2 separate regions of the Oncorhynchus mykiss genome follow, and region 2 is linked to region 1. Evidence: chromatin contacts called from public Hi-C data. All regions are on one chromosome and are shown on one strand. The core of a region is the stretch at or near the end of the contact, and the rest is flanking DNA. Distances in the headings are between cores, read along the strand shown.

Region 1 (3,990 bases), core at 422-2,921:
AGGCACTGTGGAGGAGAGAAGAAGAGAAAGCCATAAGTCAACATATCAAATCAGAGCATTGGATCAGAAGGAACAAACTGGGGTCCTAGTTAGTACCGGCAAGGTTATGAAGTTCTCGTACAGATTGCTGGCACCAGGATAACTTATTTTGAGTCTTTTGAGATTCAATTGCCACGTAACGCCATCATCACAAATGTGTATTTAATTTGTGTTTAGGCGTAACCTATTTGAGATTGGGCATGTGTATGAAACACCAGCATGCCTGACTACCATTGTCTTTTTTTTGCAACCTAGCTAGCTAGATACATTGTTGCGCGCTGCAAACTATGACATGAAATTGATGACATTGTCTCGATATTGTTTCGAGATACTCCACTTTTATGCGTTTGAAAATGCAGCCGTAGGAGACACGCGGCGGGTTGGAGTCAAATTGCATTACTCAAAGTCTGCACAGCAGAAGACATTTATTATACGGTTTTTACAATTATATCATAACGGATACCAGCGTAACCATACTTTGCTTAATATATTTGTAATGGAAGAAACATGACTATGTCGAATTACAACAATTTAGATGAAATATTTGAATGAAATATATAACGCACAAATGACGCATCAATAACACACAAAACCCAGAGCGGGTTTTTATATTTACCTGTTGTCAAGTTTTACAGACACCACATCTCCTCCTACTAACGAGGAGAAGAAGGAGATGCTGAAGTTATGCAACTGATAGACAGCAACCTCCATTGGCGTTTTGAAGATCTCCGTACTCAAATTTAGCAGCAGACCCGTTTGGATAATGCTTCTCGCCACGTTTGCGATTGGTTGAGTAGATAAATCTACCTATCTAGATACAATTCTAGGTTACTGTATTCAGCTTAAATCACTCGACTGACTCGATTCGGTTGCTTCTGTGGTGAATTGAGTTGAGTATAGTGCGGTAGGTTAATGCCAGTGATGTGAGCCACGTTATGTTTCAGCGAATGTGTCTATTTCTGCAACCGGCGGCGCTTATAACCGAACTGTGTCCTGACGTCATCTGACGCGGGGGATAATTTATGCAAATACGCCTTATGGCATGATTTCCCCTCTGCCCCCTTCTGAACTCCTACAAACACAATAAGCGCCCAGTTGACCCGGAGACCCAATCCGTTTACACCCTGAAGCAAACAGGCAACAACAACAGAAAACGGCACAAAAAAAAAAGTGTGTGCTTGTGGGTTTTTCCCCGCGCATTTATTTTGAGTGAACGGGTTTTGGTTGCATGACATGTCATATGCAGACTATGGATTACTGTTGGTTTGGTTGTTGTCGTCGTTGTTTTGCATCAGCTGATCATATTGTTTAAGGAAAATGCTACAACGGAATTGTGTAGAATTATTATCGGCCTAGTTCATCTATTATATTGCTCTTTTTCATGAAATGATTAATTTGTCAGGGACCACGTGCAACAGTGACGCGAGATTATGAAACAGATAGCCTATAGTGGCAAACTAGAATCTGGATGTATTGAATGCATTAATAATGCATGCATTATTGGTTTATAACAGGATGTCTACATAATGTTTATTGTTTTGAGTCGGTGTTATCTGCAGGTGCAATAGTAGAAGACATTGCAGTATGTTGCAAACAGACATTTTGGGGAAGCCCTTTCTCCTTAATAAGGGTACTTTTCCACCCACTGCAAGGCTCTGGTAATTTTCCTTCCTCTCCTCTAGAGCTCTGCTACCACCTGCTGGCGAGAGTTGAAATTTCACCTCTTCAGAAATCATATTTACAGGCGTCGTATCTTTGGAGAACTCATAACTAGTCTACTTGGTAAGCATTTAGGATTTTGATGCACGGAATTTAAAACATATTATAATTCATTTGTAATGTGGTTTTGTTGTCCTAATAGACTCTCACTATCAGGCAAGAGTTTCAGCATAAGGACATCTTATAGGGGTCAATACTGTCATCCATAGATTACCCTACCTAGTTACATGCACCATCACAGCTGCCTTGTTGTTATGTGCAGTCACTGTATAGCAACACAGTTATAACTTGAACACCTCCAACACCCCTTTTGTGTCGCTATTTTAGCTCATATAAGAAAAGTAAGTTGTACTCCATTTTGTGAGGAAATAATTAATTAGTCTTTAACCCATCGGATCCAATTAGCTAGGTGAGACTCCAGTTTGGTCTGGACACTAACCAGATCTCACAGAGCCTTGTTGAATGTATTAGTATCAATAGTGCTTGTCACTTGTGATTTTACACTGTGCTGTGGAGCTGCCAGGCAGGGCTGTAGCAAGTGGCTAGGCTCCATCCCAGGTGGCACCCTATTCCCCATTTAGTGCACTACTTTTGACCTGGGGCCCATAGGGTAGTGCACTACTTTTGACCTAGTGCATAGGGAGTAAATAGCAAGTTGGGAAGAGTATTACACCTATTGCCTCTGGTTGGAAAATCTCTGGGTGTTAGTCACAGTGGTCATGGTTTAGTACTGGTATTCAAACAAGTGTATTGTACTGTTTCCTATCTAAACACTGGGGGGAGAGAGAGGGAGAGAGGGAGAGGGACATGGAGAGAGAGAGGGACATGGAGAAAGATAGGGAGAGAGAGGGAGAGAGGGAGAGGGACATGGAGAAAGATAGGGAGAGAGAGAGAGAGAGAGGGAGACATGGAGAAAGATAGGGAGAGAGAGGGAGAGAGGGAGAGGGACATGGAGAAAGATAGGGAGAGAGAGAGACAGAGAGACAGAGAGAGAGAGAGGAACATGGAGAAAGATAGGGAGAGAGAGAGACAGAGAGACAGAGAGAGAGAGAGGAACATGGAGAAAGATAGAGAGAGAGAGGGAGAGAGAAACAGTGAGAGAGAGAGAGAGAGGTGGGGAGAGGGACATGGAGAAAGATAGATAGAGAGAGAGAGGGGGGGGAGAGGGACATGGAGAAAGATAGAGAGAGAGAGGGGGGGGAGAGGGACATGGAGAAAGATAGATAGAGAGAGAGAGAGGGGGGAGAGGGACATGGAGAAAGATAGATAAGGAGAGAGAGAGAGGGGGGGGAGAGAGGGACATGGAGAAAGATAGATAGATAGAGAGAGAGGGGGGGGGGAGAGGGACATGGAGAAAGATAGATAGAGAGAGAGGGGGGGGGGAGAGGGACATGGAGAAAGATAGATAGAGAGAGAGAGAGAGGGGGGGGAGAGAGGGACATGGAGAAAGAGAGAGATAGAGGGGGAGAGATGGGGGGAGAGGGACATGGAGAAAGATAGATAGAGAGAGAGAGAGAGAGAGAGAGAGGGGGGAGAGAGAGGGACATGGAGAAAGATAGATAGATAGAGAGAGAGAGAGAGAGGGGGGGAGAGAGAGGGACATGGAGAAAGATATAGAGAGAGAGAGAGGGGGGGAGAGGGACATGGAGAAAGATAGATAGAGAGAGGGGGGGGGGAGAGGGACATGGAGAAAGATAGATATAGAGAGAGAGGGGGGGAGAGAGGGACATGGAGAAAGATAGATAGAGAGAGAGAGAGAGGGGGGAGAGGGACATGGAGAAAGATAGATAAGGAGAGAGAGAGTGGGAGGGGGAGAGAGGGACATGGAGAAAGATAGATAGATAGAGAGAGAGGGGGGGAGAGAGAGGGACATGGAGAAAGATATATATAGAGAGAGAGGGGGGGGAGAGGGACATGGAGAAAGATAGATAGAGAGAGAGGGGGGGGGGAGAGAGGGACATGGAGAAAGATAGATATAGAGAGAGAGGGGGGGAGAGAGGGACATGGAGAAAGATAGATAGAGAGAGAGAGAGAGGGGGGAGAGGGACATGGAGAAAGATAGATAAGGAGAGAGAGAGTGGGAGGGGGAGAGAGGGACATGGAGAAAGATAGATATATAGAGAGAGAGAGGGGGGGGGAGAGGGACATGGAGAAAGATAGATAGAGAGAGAGAGAGAGGGGGGGAGAGGGACATGGAGAAAGATAGATAGAGAGAGAGAGAGAGAGGGGGGG
Region 2 (4,012 bases), core at 11-2,510, 73 kb before region 1:
GATATTCTCTAGTGTTTGATAAATACTGAAGGAGCTGCTAGTATACTTTAGTTTACATTGCATTCAGTTGGATCTGAAATGAGCAGTAATTGTAGGGTGTAAGGCCCTATGGAAAATAATAACTCCAGGGGGTTTTACCATCACGCTGTAGGACTGCGTGAGACAGGGAGAGAGGGAGAGAGAAGGTGTGTGAGTTAGACAGAGACAGAGTGATAGAGAAGAGAAAAGGGAAATGGGTGATACCTAGTCAGTCGTACCACGGAATGCATTCAACTGAAATGTGTCTTCCACATTTAACCTAAAGCCCTCTGAACCAGAAAGGGGCTGCAGTAATCGACATCCACGTCTTGAGACAGAGATACAGAGAGAGACACATTTATCGCAGGACAAAGCGTCTCATGAACGTAACAGTACCGCGCTCCTGCTTCCCTTCATGACCCACTATGTAGTAGAAGGTGTACAAGACACTCACCAGATTTCGGTGTTAAATAACAAGGATGAGGAATGCTAGCAAATCGTTTTTCTCCGTTCAGAAATCAACAACAATTACTGTCTTGAATAATGACGATATCACTGACCCTATTGACATTTAGGGAGAGGAACTCCAACCTATTAACTAATGTATGGTACTAACCAAAAGCATGGATTAAAGTAGACGTTTTTTTTGTGGGTGACGTGGAATCTTTCAAATTTTTTTAAGTATTATATTTGCAAATGGATTTTTCAGTAGGCTTGTGGAAAACTGATGCATATGGCTCTCGTTGCAATCCTCTCCAAAGAAGACATGAAGACTTTGTTTAAAGATCAATGTTAGTATGTCTGTGTTCTGCTGCAACAGAATGAAGACACAAGTCCTGGTCCAAGTTAAGACCTCCCGTTGGTTCCAAAGACATTCCGTTATTTTGTGCTGTTTTTGTTATTGTTGATCAAACATGCATGTTAGCAATACTGCCAACAATTCTGCAACAGAATCGTGACAAGTTGCGAGCTAAGTTCCGAGCCAAGTCCATTGGTTCCAGACATTCCGTCTCCTTGTGCTCCTTGTTCTCTTCATATGAAGTGGTTGTGGCTTGTTCCTTTAGTGTTTTTTTTTTTTTTTCATAGCCTTTTGTTCTGGGCGTGCGCCAGTGACCGTACTTTGAACCAGCAGCTGGAACAGGGCTGTACAGCCAAAGATAGCTGAAGTGTTGTTTTTGCTTTCTCTGCAGGTCTATGACCGACTCTGTGGCAAGCGGCTGCTAACTAACGCCAGCGTCAATCCTGCCCATGTTGCCAAGCAAGTGACTCTGAGACCCGCACTCCCTCTCAGCCCCACAACAGCAACGGACTCTCCTACATTGCATCCCAAATGGTACCTTATACCCTATGTAGTGCACTACTTTCACCAGGTCCCTGTTCAAAAGTAGCACACTATGTAGGGAATAGGGTGTGATTTGAGATGCAGTCCAGGTCCTAGTATGACCTGCAGGGGCTCTGACTAACTGATATTTAGAACAACTGACTGGCTGTTGACTGGCTGGCTGCTAGCAGGCTCTGACTAGCTGCTAGCTGTAATGACTGGCTGGCTGCTAGCTGGCTCTGACTAGCTGCTAGCTGTAATGACTGGCTGGCTGCTAGCTGGCTCTGACTAGCTGCTAGCTGGCTCTGACTAGTTGCTAGCTGGCTCTGACTAGCTGCTAGCTGGTGCTGACTAGCTGCTAGCTGTAATGACTGGCTGGCTGCTAGCTGGCTCTGACTAGCTGCTAGCTGGTGCTGACTAGCTGCTAGCTGGCGCTGACAAGCTGCTAGCTGTAATGACTGGCTGGCTGCTAGCTGGCTCTGACTAGCTGCTAGCTGTAATGACTAGCTGCTAGCTGTAATGACTGGCTGGCTGCTAGCTGGCTCTGACTAGCTGCTAGCTGGCTCTGACTAGCTGCTAGCTGGTGCTGACTAGCTGCTAGCTGGTGCTGACTAGCTGCTAGCTGTAATGACTGGCTGGCTGCTAGCTGGCTCTGACTAGCTGCTAGCTGGTGCTGACTAGCTGCTAGCTGTAATGACTAGCTGGCTGCTAGCTGGCGCTGACTAGCTGCTAGCTGGAATGACTAGCTAGTTGGCTCTGACTAGCGCTAGCTGGAATGACTAACTAGCTGGCTCGGACTAGATGCTGGCTGTAATGTCTGGCTGGCTGCTAGCTGGCTCTGACTAGCTGCTAGCTGGAATGGCTAGCTAGCTGGCTCTGACTAGCTAGTTGGCTCTGACAAGCTGCTAGCTGGAATGACTAGCTAGCTGGCTCGGACTAGCTGCTAGCTGGAATTACTTGCTGGCTGCTAGCTGGCTCTTACTAGCTGCTAGCTGGAATGACTGGATGGCTGCTAGCTTGCTCTTACTAGCTGCTAGCAGGAATGACTGGATGGCTGCTAGCTGGAACGACTGGCTGGCTGTTTGTTCCAGACACTCAACTTTTGGCCACACCCTCACAGTTCCACACAAATGTTATGTGTGTCTGCTTGATGAGTTCAGCAAGAAGTCATTGTTTAGTCTTGGGAGGACTGTTACTATCACACCAACCACAAACCCCACGCATATGCATATGTTTGGTCAGTCATTATTCTCTATTTCATAACAACATCTGTTCTCATATTCCCTTTCACCTTGCATTGGTTTGCACCTCGCTCTTGTTGACAGTGCTAATATGCACAGTACTGTGCTATGTCCTGTTTACAAGTCATAACTTGTGCCCATTTGGACATAGAGTCCGATTCTATCAACTATGTGTAAGGCTTAATATTGTAGGTTACTATGATCATATTTACATCTATTTGCAAACGTTACAATTCAACATCACCTCAGTAGTTAACCAGCAGTAAACTTGGTAGAAAGGAAATGATTTCTTGGAGAACGACAACGTACTACAGCCTTCCATTATGACTTTTACCCATTGATGTTGTTATCACAGGAAAACAAGCATGATAAATACCTTGGCGTTTATAAATAGAGTTAATAGAAGGTGCCTGTTAATCCCCAAAAACAAAAGTTTAGTACCCAGAACAAAGATTAAGATCAAAGAGAACTTTATTTCCAAAACATTTTGCAGTATGTTTACCTGTTTCTAATGTTGTTTTCACAGTCGACTGGATGTTGCTTTCCATGATTTTAGCTCTAAAAATAATGCTCTATTTTCCCATAAGAAAACGACCTGGTGCTAACAGACACCATATGTCCTTTCTCCAACATCATTCATATGTACTTGTTTCCCAAATGGCACCCTATCCCCTTTTTAGTGCACTAGGACCCATTGCCACTGTTCAAAAGTAGTATACTATTTAGTGAATAGGGTGCAATGTGGGATGTAACTCTTACTCACTGCCAAGTCAACAGTCGTGTTTTAGAGAGTCAGGCGAGTTCACGGGAAAGAACGCCAGTTCATCATGAAACGACTTGCTTGATTTGATTTTTTAATAAGAATAGGTCAAACGTGAAAACACTGTGTCAAAATGGGTTTACAGTTTAGGTTGTGACAAAGGTTAGACAATCATACACTAATATAAATGTTTGGTACTGAAGTAAAAAAAAACTATAAAAAAATGGCTTCTCAATAGCCTTTTTAGATGTGCTACAATTCTGCCAATGATTTTTGTTGCTATTCACCATACTGGTACAATATTGTCTTCAAGACACTGGCATGTCTTGTCATCCTATACTATACTATAAGACCTAACTTGTAGAAACGCACAGCCATTACCCGATCACAGCCATTACCCAATCACAGCCATTACCCAATTCAAGCCATTATCTTCTGGTTACTAGTCCAACACTCTAACCACAAGGCTACCCTGCCTGTCCTGATGAGCTGTAAAACAGCAGAGACATGGGTTGAACCCTAAATGGAACACTATTCCCTGAACCCTAATTGGAACTCTATTCCCTGAACCCTAAATGGAACCCTATTCACTGAACCCTAAATAGAACACTATTCCCTGAACCCTAAATGGAACACTATTCCCTGAACCCTAAATGGAACTCTATTCCCTGA

The links. A called contact is a pair of places that touch in the nucleus more often than the background predicts.
Region 2: a contact with region 1 is called in a Hi-C map of liver, with 4 times the contacts expected there. The contact joins two enhancer-like sites. A contact is called at or near these places in 2 of 3 Hi-C or Micro-C datasets (blood and liver).

What each region holds. Positions count from the first base shown.
Region 1 is chr14:36,495,357-36,499,346 of USDA_OmykA_1.1, reverse strand. LOC110489223 reads right to left here. Exons shown (of 3, transcript XM_021561857.2): 2 at 1-5. Among protein-coding and RNA genes, the nearest start is that of LOC110489223, 71 kb to the right of the region's middle. Within about 2 kb of position 1,671, at least 8 of the 11 cell types and tissues checked have an H3K27ac peak or open chromatin away from gene starts, as enhancers often do. A contact at or near this core is called in liver, where this site is marked.
Region 2 is chr14:36,567,944-36,571,955 of USDA_OmykA_1.1, reverse strand. No RefSeq gene overlaps it. Among protein-coding and RNA genes, the nearest start is that of LOC110489223, 140 kb to the right of the region's middle. Within about 2 kb of position 1,260, at least 5 of the 11 cell types and tissues checked have an H3K27ac peak or open chromatin away from gene starts, as enhancers often do. A contact at or near this core is called in liver, where this site is marked.